Regions from separate parts of the Mus musculus genome. Here region 1 is linked to region 2. A link is a contact called in public HiChIP or PLAC-seq data. All regions are on one chromosome and are shown on one strand. The core of a region is the stretch at or near the end of the contact, and the rest is flanking DNA. Distances in the headings are between cores, read along the strand shown. Region 1 overlaps Msrb3 (methionine sulfoxide reductase B3). Region 2 overlaps Hmga2 (high mobility group AT-hook 2).

The links. HiChIP or PLAC-seq counts read pairs in DNA pulled down with a chosen protein or histone mark.
Region 1: an H3K4me3 HiChIP or PLAC-seq map of bone marrow-derived macrophages shows a contact between it and region 2, with 4 times the contacts expected there. The contact joins two enhancer-like sites. A contact is called at or near these places in 3 of 115 datasets of contacts at active chromatin or transcription factors (bone marrow-derived macrophages, forebrain and oligodendrocyte precursor cells).

What each region holds. Positions count from the first base shown.
Region 1 is chr10:120,820,469-120,824,030 of GRCm38.p6, forward strand. All of the region lies in intron 5 of Msrb3 (methionine sulfoxide reductase B3), which reads right to left. Among named protein-coding and RNA genes, the nearest start is that of Gm15910, 35 kb to the right of the region's middle. Within about 2 kb of position 1,478, at least 18 of the 459 cell types and tissues checked have an H3K27ac peak or open chromatin away from gene starts, as enhancers often do. A contact at or near this core is called in bone marrow-derived macrophages, where this site is marked.
Region 2 is chr10:120,426,819-120,430,627 of GRCm38.p6, forward strand. All of the region lies in intron 3 of Hmga2 (high mobility group AT-hook 2), which reads right to left. Among named protein-coding and RNA genes, the nearest start is that of Mir763, 19 kb to the right of the region's middle. Within about 2 kb of position 2,528, at least 124 of the 459 cell types and tissues checked have an H3K27ac peak or open chromatin away from gene starts, as enhancers often do. A contact at or near this core is called in bone marrow-derived macrophages, where this site is marked.

The DNA.
Region 1 (3,562 bases), core at 228-2,727, 390 kb after region 2:
CACAGAGAGAAACCAATGAGAATTCATATAATGAACCAAGTTCTGTAAGAAGCAATTGTGTCTACTGTGTTCCTAGCTCCTACCCCAACATCAGGCATACAGCGTGCCCAATAAATACATGTTGGATGAACGAACTGTTCAATGGCCAGTGTTTTTCTTATTTCCATTGAACGGTGTCCAGGTATGGATTGCCATACTCTCATAGAGAGATTCATGCTTTCTTTCTTTCTTTTTTAACCTTGTTGTCATTAAAATAAGAAGTTTAAATCACAAAATGGTAAGGCTATAATGTGTTGTCAGCCTAGACATGCAAGGGTGGATGATATTTTTCCTTATTGACATTTTCTTGAGAAGGGCAAATTGCCTTGTCTGTCAGTTTAAAACTCTAGTTCTGATATGCTCAGCTTCTCCACCTCGCTCAGCTTCTCCATCTTGCTCAGCTTTCAGCGTCTCATATTCTGCTCTGCACTTTCGTGCTTTGGGGCATCAACGCAGTCTGTTCTTTGATTTCCTTACCACGGTGCGGAGCTCCCTTTTAACTAAAGAGCCTAACAGCGACACTGGATGCTTTTTATTCCTTGGATTTTTTTTTTTCTTCTCCACCCTTCGGGATAATTATATTCGGTCCTGCCTTTTTATATCCTGTTGTTTAGAACCTCCTAACCTTCTCCACCCGGGCTTTATTTAAAAGAACAAACTCTCCCGCCTCTACTCTCTACACTAGCCCGTGCTCATTAGGTTTCTTAATCCTCCATAATTTGCTTTCATGAAATCCTATACCTTTGAGATGCTGTGTTCTGTTTTCCTGAGGAGAGCTACTCCAAGCAGGGCAGAAGCAACGAGCACAAAACCTAAGTTTATCCGCTTTCCTCTAGAAAACTTTGCTTTGAATGCTTATTGGCCATGAAACTATACCTTTTAGCTTGGTATTTCATCTCTTTGCCCAAACACTGCCTGAGATGTCCTGAGCAACAGCATACAGCTACAGGCAGTCTTTCACAGACAAGTAATTAACTTGTAAGCGTCAGAATCCTAGAAAAAAAAAAATCACAATATCCCACTGTGTTGCTGACTGGTAAGTTCAAACTATGACTTTGCATTACACTTAGAATTTAGAAGAGAATAAAACCCACGCGTGTTTCTGCGGTTATTCTGCGAGGGTGTGAATGACACCATGGTCTTCGTCCTCACTGAAGACCTGAGTCCTTTCAACCGCTCCTCCACCTAGCTTTGCCCCATCCCCTTCCTTGACACTTCTGCTAAGGGGCATATATTCAGAACCGACAAAAGAGCACGTGTTTTCCATTTTATTTCTAGCTTTCTAGGAGCTTTTGTTAAGGTAAAAAATTGTTTTGGTTTGTGGGCTGAAAGAGTTAATGAATTTTCCAAAGGTGCCAAGCTTCACTCCAGCAAAGTTCACACTCTCAGCTCTGTGCGAGTGAGCACGCGACCCCACCCCCTTCCAGATGACAGAGAGCAAAGCCAGAGTTCCTTATTTAACTGGTTTGCATCCACGCCCTGACCTCCGGGGCTCTGTTTATATAGTCTATCATGCAAAATACTCTGCAGTTCTCTGCCTTCAAAAGCATGTCTCGCCTGAGATTTGATATATGGCTTTCATGTTTGATCACTGCATTAAACCCAATGCTCTGCTTCCTCCAGCATCGGCTAGCTTCCTGCTTGGGTGGTGGGCTGAAATGCACAGCTTCTTGCTAGTGCTGAACATAAAAGGAAGTCTGTTTTACTCTCTTAATAAAGTGGCCAATTCCACGAGCTCGTAGGCAAGAGACATGCACTAGGAGCTCACGTCTAGCACAGAAACTTCCCAGCTTCTTTAGAAAGAAGGCCAGCTCACTACTCTCATCACGTGGGGCTGGAGAGATGGCTCAGCAGTTAAGAGCACTGACTGCTCTTCCAAAGGTCCTGAGTTCAAATCCCAGCAACCACATGGTGGCTCACAACCATCTGTAATGCGATCTGATGCCCTCTTCTGGTGTGTCTGGAGACAGCTACAGTGTACTCATATAAATATAATAAATAAATTTTTAAAAAAAGAAAAAAAAGAAATTACTGGACATTAATCTAGCCTACTTGACGAGCTCTATGCCAGAGAAATAGAGTCAGACGTGATGGTACCTGCCTTTAGTCCACCAAAGGTTATCGCCCTAGCCTCCATATACACATGCATGTACACACCACACACACACATATTCATAAACATGCACACATGTGCACACACATAAATTTAAAATATAGCAGAAGGTTGTCCATTGGCTTCTTTTACATATATACATATATATATAATAAGCAAGCCTTTATGTTATTTTCTTCGTTGATAATTTAGTGTGTGCTCAACAGCTGTTTGGTTTTTTTTTTTTTTTTTAATTATATGATGGTAGTGAGAGCCTACCTTTCACCTCAGCCTGACGCTCATCTATACAAACCACAAATGTTGTTCATAAACTGGTTACTTCACTTAATAAACCCTAAGTGCATATATGTATGTGCATATATGCAAAATATGTCCGCACACACTTAGATAACCTTTGAAATCCTGGGCTTCCCTAGTCATTGATCACCATATTTAATATGGTGCTGGTTTTCAGCCAAAGATCTTGCTTTGCCAATCTGTGCACAGCATTAAACCCAGCTGCATCCGATGGACAATAAAGAAGCTGAACCTCTTAGAGCTGTACATTTCATTGTCCCAATGTTTTCTCATTCGTAACCAAAATTTGCATGATAGAAAACTTGGAAGAGCAAACGCCGCGTTCCCTTCCTCTGGTTCCTCGTTGGTGGTGAGCTTAGAGTTTAGCGCTCAGAAGGGGGGAAAAACATACTTATTTCTTAATTTTAAAACATCTAAATGTACTCCTTAGCTCAATGCGAAAATCAAAGTACACATAAACTTTTAATTCCTACTTCCCGTAAGACTTCAGACATCTCTAACTGTAGTTTTCAAAGATATGTGCACGTTGTCTAACAGACATTCAAATAATTGAAACTGGAGAAAAGAGTTGTGGGCAAAAACCGTAGGTCAAAGGAGTGAAATGTGAGCCTGTACAGATGTTATAACTATTTCCGCGATAAACACTAGCCTTCTGTACACGAATTTAGCAGCCCACTTTAATTTGGATTAGAAATCTTAACATAAATTATTTGACTTTGACACTAGCAGCCTAATATTTCAGATTCATACATTATTCACCGCTTTCACTTTTAAAAGGAACCTACTGGACTTCCTTACTTTTTAAAAGCCACATTCAAGGTCTTGGACCTTAAAACCAACTTCTTGTCTGATTTTTAAAGAACGGAATTATATAATCAGTGAGCAGCTGTTATTACCTTATTATTTGGTGACTGGCAGGTTTTTTTTAAGGCATGTAGTTTTTGTGTGATTTTAATCTCCATCAATTTATTTATTACTATGCTTAGAGATTTCAACTATTAAAGACATTTTCATCCTGATGCAATTTCTCAGGGGTCAATGGTCAAGTGTCATCAATGTCATGCCATCTTTAGTCTTCATACTGTGAACACTTTGTGTCTGACTTTTTTTTTT
Region 2 (3,809 bases), core at 1,278-3,777:
TTGACACCACTGGAAGAAAATTCCCATTTGGAAGCCACAAGTGGTTGATGCTTTAGGTCAGCATTTCTGCTCCAGGTGCACTGTGAGCCACTTTACATACGAACGAACTTACTGGCCTCAACAGCCATTATGGACAGTGTTATTGATTCCATGGGGGCAAGTAGCCTGGACAACAAAGCCAGAGTCTGAGAAACTGCTTGAAAGCAAGAACAAACAAGACTGGCCATTGTTCATTGCGCTGTAGCTGGAAATATTTACAGTTTTGAAGGTATCCCTGGCAATAAGGGCACCCAGCCTTTAATTCACAGGTGACAAAAAAAACAAAACAAAACAAAACAAAAAAACAACAAAAAAACAAAAACAAAAACCAGGGTGCAGAAGTATTCATCTATGTCACACTTAGAAAAAAGGCAGAGATTAAGAGGCAACCAGGATGTAGCACAGGGGCTGAGAGCACAGGGTACTCACTGGTTAACACACCCCCCCCCCAGCTTCTCCTTAAGTTACTGAACCGCTAAAGCCCTGCCTTCCTTCCCGTCAGGGCGTCTCACTGGGCTGTAGACATCCAGTGAGCTACAGTAAAGCCCTCGTACAATGCCTGGCATCCAGGGAGGGCTGACGATATATCCGATGCTGTTACATTGATCAGTATTCAACAAGTCACAGGTTGGTTTCTGAGAGACAAAACACTCTGAGAGCCAGGGGATTAAGTTTCTTATGTCTACGCAGTCCTTATCCCCAAGGAGACAAAATTTGTATTAGCAATAGCGTTTTGTCCTAAGGTACTATTATTCACCATTGTCCACCTTGATCTTCATCTTCTACCCCTAGGACAATCCTTCCATCCTCAAGGAAGTGTTTTCTATCTAAATATCACTTTGAACTTGAACTTTGGAAACTCCTAGGCGCCATCATTGAACGGGAGAAGTCTGAACACAGACACTGTTGTTTACCTGTGTCCTCCTACTTCAAGCTGGGTTCTTCATGGAAACAAGTAGGCACCAGGCATGCAGTCACTGCAGCTCATATGTGAGGAGGTCAGAGGACAGCCTCTATTACATAGGCTCAGGGGACTGAACTTGGGTCATTTGGTTTGGAGGCAAGCACCTTTACCAATTAAGCTATCTTGCCTGCCCAGTCACTGTGATCTCAATTGAAACGTATTCCTTAAGGGGGTGGGGGAATAAAAAAACGCTACTCTGTCTTAGAAAACCTCTTTTAACTGAGCGGATACTTAACAATTCCCTGCCCTTCTTGTTACACCTGCAAAGCAAACTCAAGTCTTACTGGGGACCCAGCAACGCTGACCGGAGGCTCCAGTGATGGGCACAATGCCACCTTCTTTGTTTACACTTTCTCATTCAGTCCATACGACCCTTAAAAACTATGACTGGCTCCCCATCTTCCAGATGAGATATAAAGATATGAGATATGAATGGATTAAAGCACTCTGTCAAGGTTACTGAATCCTTATCAACCGGCCTATTAAAACTTAACATTAGTAAAGATGGAGCCATTTTTACTCCAAGTTGGGCGGCTACCCAGATGTGCCTTCTCTGGGCCTCAGTTTCCCAACCTTGGGAAGATTCAACCATGCTCCAGGTTCTCTTCCAGCCTCAGGCTTGGAGCCTGCTGCAGCTACCCTCAGAGAGGGCGGCTTTGTTTTGAGTGCTCAGCTGCTCTAGCGGGGGCCACCCCGGGCTCTGCCCTGTTTTGTTTCTGCTGCTGGACCCAGTACAGACACAATCCTGGCAGCCAGCGGCATAGCGGAGCCGCAGAGGCTTCCTCCTTCCCCGAACTGCTGGCCGTTTCAGTATGAACCAAAAGGGTGTGCAGGGGCCAACTGGCACGACTGCGCAACTAGCAGCAGGATTCTCCCGGGAGCCACAGAAGCGCGGGCACGCCTTAGGCTCAGCTCGCTGCAAAGGTTGCGTTGGGCATGCAGTCATCGGCGGGGTCTGTGCCCGCTTCCCTCTGGGCAGAGAAGACGGCTTTGGTGACAGGCTGATTACTGGGAGGGAATGAGGCTCTGTGGTTCCATGCCAGCAGCTGACCGCCCAGGGACAGGAGATGGAAATACCGATCAGCAAAAGCCACATCCAAACCTCACAGCCTGGACCTCCGAGTAGGCTGCAGAACCAGCCCTGCCAGACGCTGCCCTCAAGCCATGTCTGGGCCGAGGGAAAGGCTACAGTTGCAGGAAGGAACGAGGGAGGGTGGCTGTACCCTTACGAGCTCTGTGAAGGAGTCCCGGATATGGAGCGGATTCCCGGTTCCTTCCCCTCCCTGCCTCTCCCGTGGCCTAGGACAAGGCTGAGGTCTGGACTGTTCCAATCCTAACTGGATTGTTCAGCGGAGGATCGGTGGGAGTGGTGTTGTGTTTTGTTTTGTTTCGCTACAATTAAGGAAGATTGCTTCATAATCCTTTAAATGTTTTTAGCCAAGCGTTATTTGCATAGCCTGGCCAGCAAACACGTGATTAACACTGCAGAAAGAGAGAAGGCGAAGGGAATGACAAGGCTCTGTGACTCAGGAGGCACAAACAACAACATCTGCACCGAGGAATGAGGAACAGGGACAACTGTCTCTTGCACGAAGAGAACCCAAAACTTGCAAACTGGGAACAGGCTGGGACAAGGAGAAGCTGTGGAAATAGGTTGGAAGAGGCCATCGGTGCTCGCCTGATTCCTCCTTTTCCCTGTCTACCCTCCGAAGGCAAAGCGTTGGATGCCCGTAGCATCTTCAAAACGGGTCCACTGCCCTAGTAATACACGGCAGAGACTTGGTACCATCCCAAACTCCCAGACCAACAAGAAAACCAGCTATGTTTGTGTGGAACTGTATGGAAATTACCAAATGCAGGAGCGTGGCTTTAAAAGGAATGCTGTCATCAATATTTACTGGGTGATGTTAGATCACGCCAAACATCAGTGTGGAAAGGCTACACTACACGGAGGCAGTTAGGATTAATATCACTTCTCAGAAGTGCAATGAATGAGCTGCCACAAAGCCCCAAACCTGATGGTTTTGTTTTTGGTTTTAAAGTAAAAGAAACCTTGGCCTCAAGATTCAGAGTCTTGGAACAATGTCTTCTCATCAAGGAAAACTCATTTCATATTCTCCAATGAGAACTTGGAGATTGTCCAACTCTCAGAACTCTCAGGCTACATATTCATTCATATTTCTCCCCCAACCCCTCTGTGTGTGTGTGTGTGTGTGTGTGTATGTGTGAGCGCGCCTCTCTCTCTCTCTCTCTCTCTCCTATTTCTGGCCAGTCCTTTCATACAGCCATGTCTGACACCCTATTCAAGCCTTGGATCCTCTCTAAGCTTACATTTTCTTATCCTTAATGTTTATTAAACTTTCTATTTTCCCACTTAGTTCTGAGATGAACTATTTGAACTCAAGAGTTGAATGAGATTGTCAGCGGCGGCCTTCCTTTTAACCTTTAAATACCAAGGGCAGCTCAGGCTCTCCCAGAACAACAGTAGTAACAAGATAGTTTTCAAACCGTTTTCCTAGCTCTTTTGGAAAAAGGCAAGCAAAATAACAACAAAACCAACCAAACAAAGGGAGAACTAACTGAACCAGGAAGTCTTAGGAGTGAGGCGAGAAGGCAGTGCCACAGGACAGTGGGCAGAGGTCTTAGCAATCTGCTCTGGACTGAAATGCTCTGCGGCTGAGTCCATTTTTCCTCTGGAAAACGAATCTTCCTGGGATCTTATTCTGCAGTGACCAGGAGTGACTGTCAAAGCTCTGTGAATGGATTTCAGGATGTGTGAGTGGCACCTCCCAACTTTAGCTGGCTA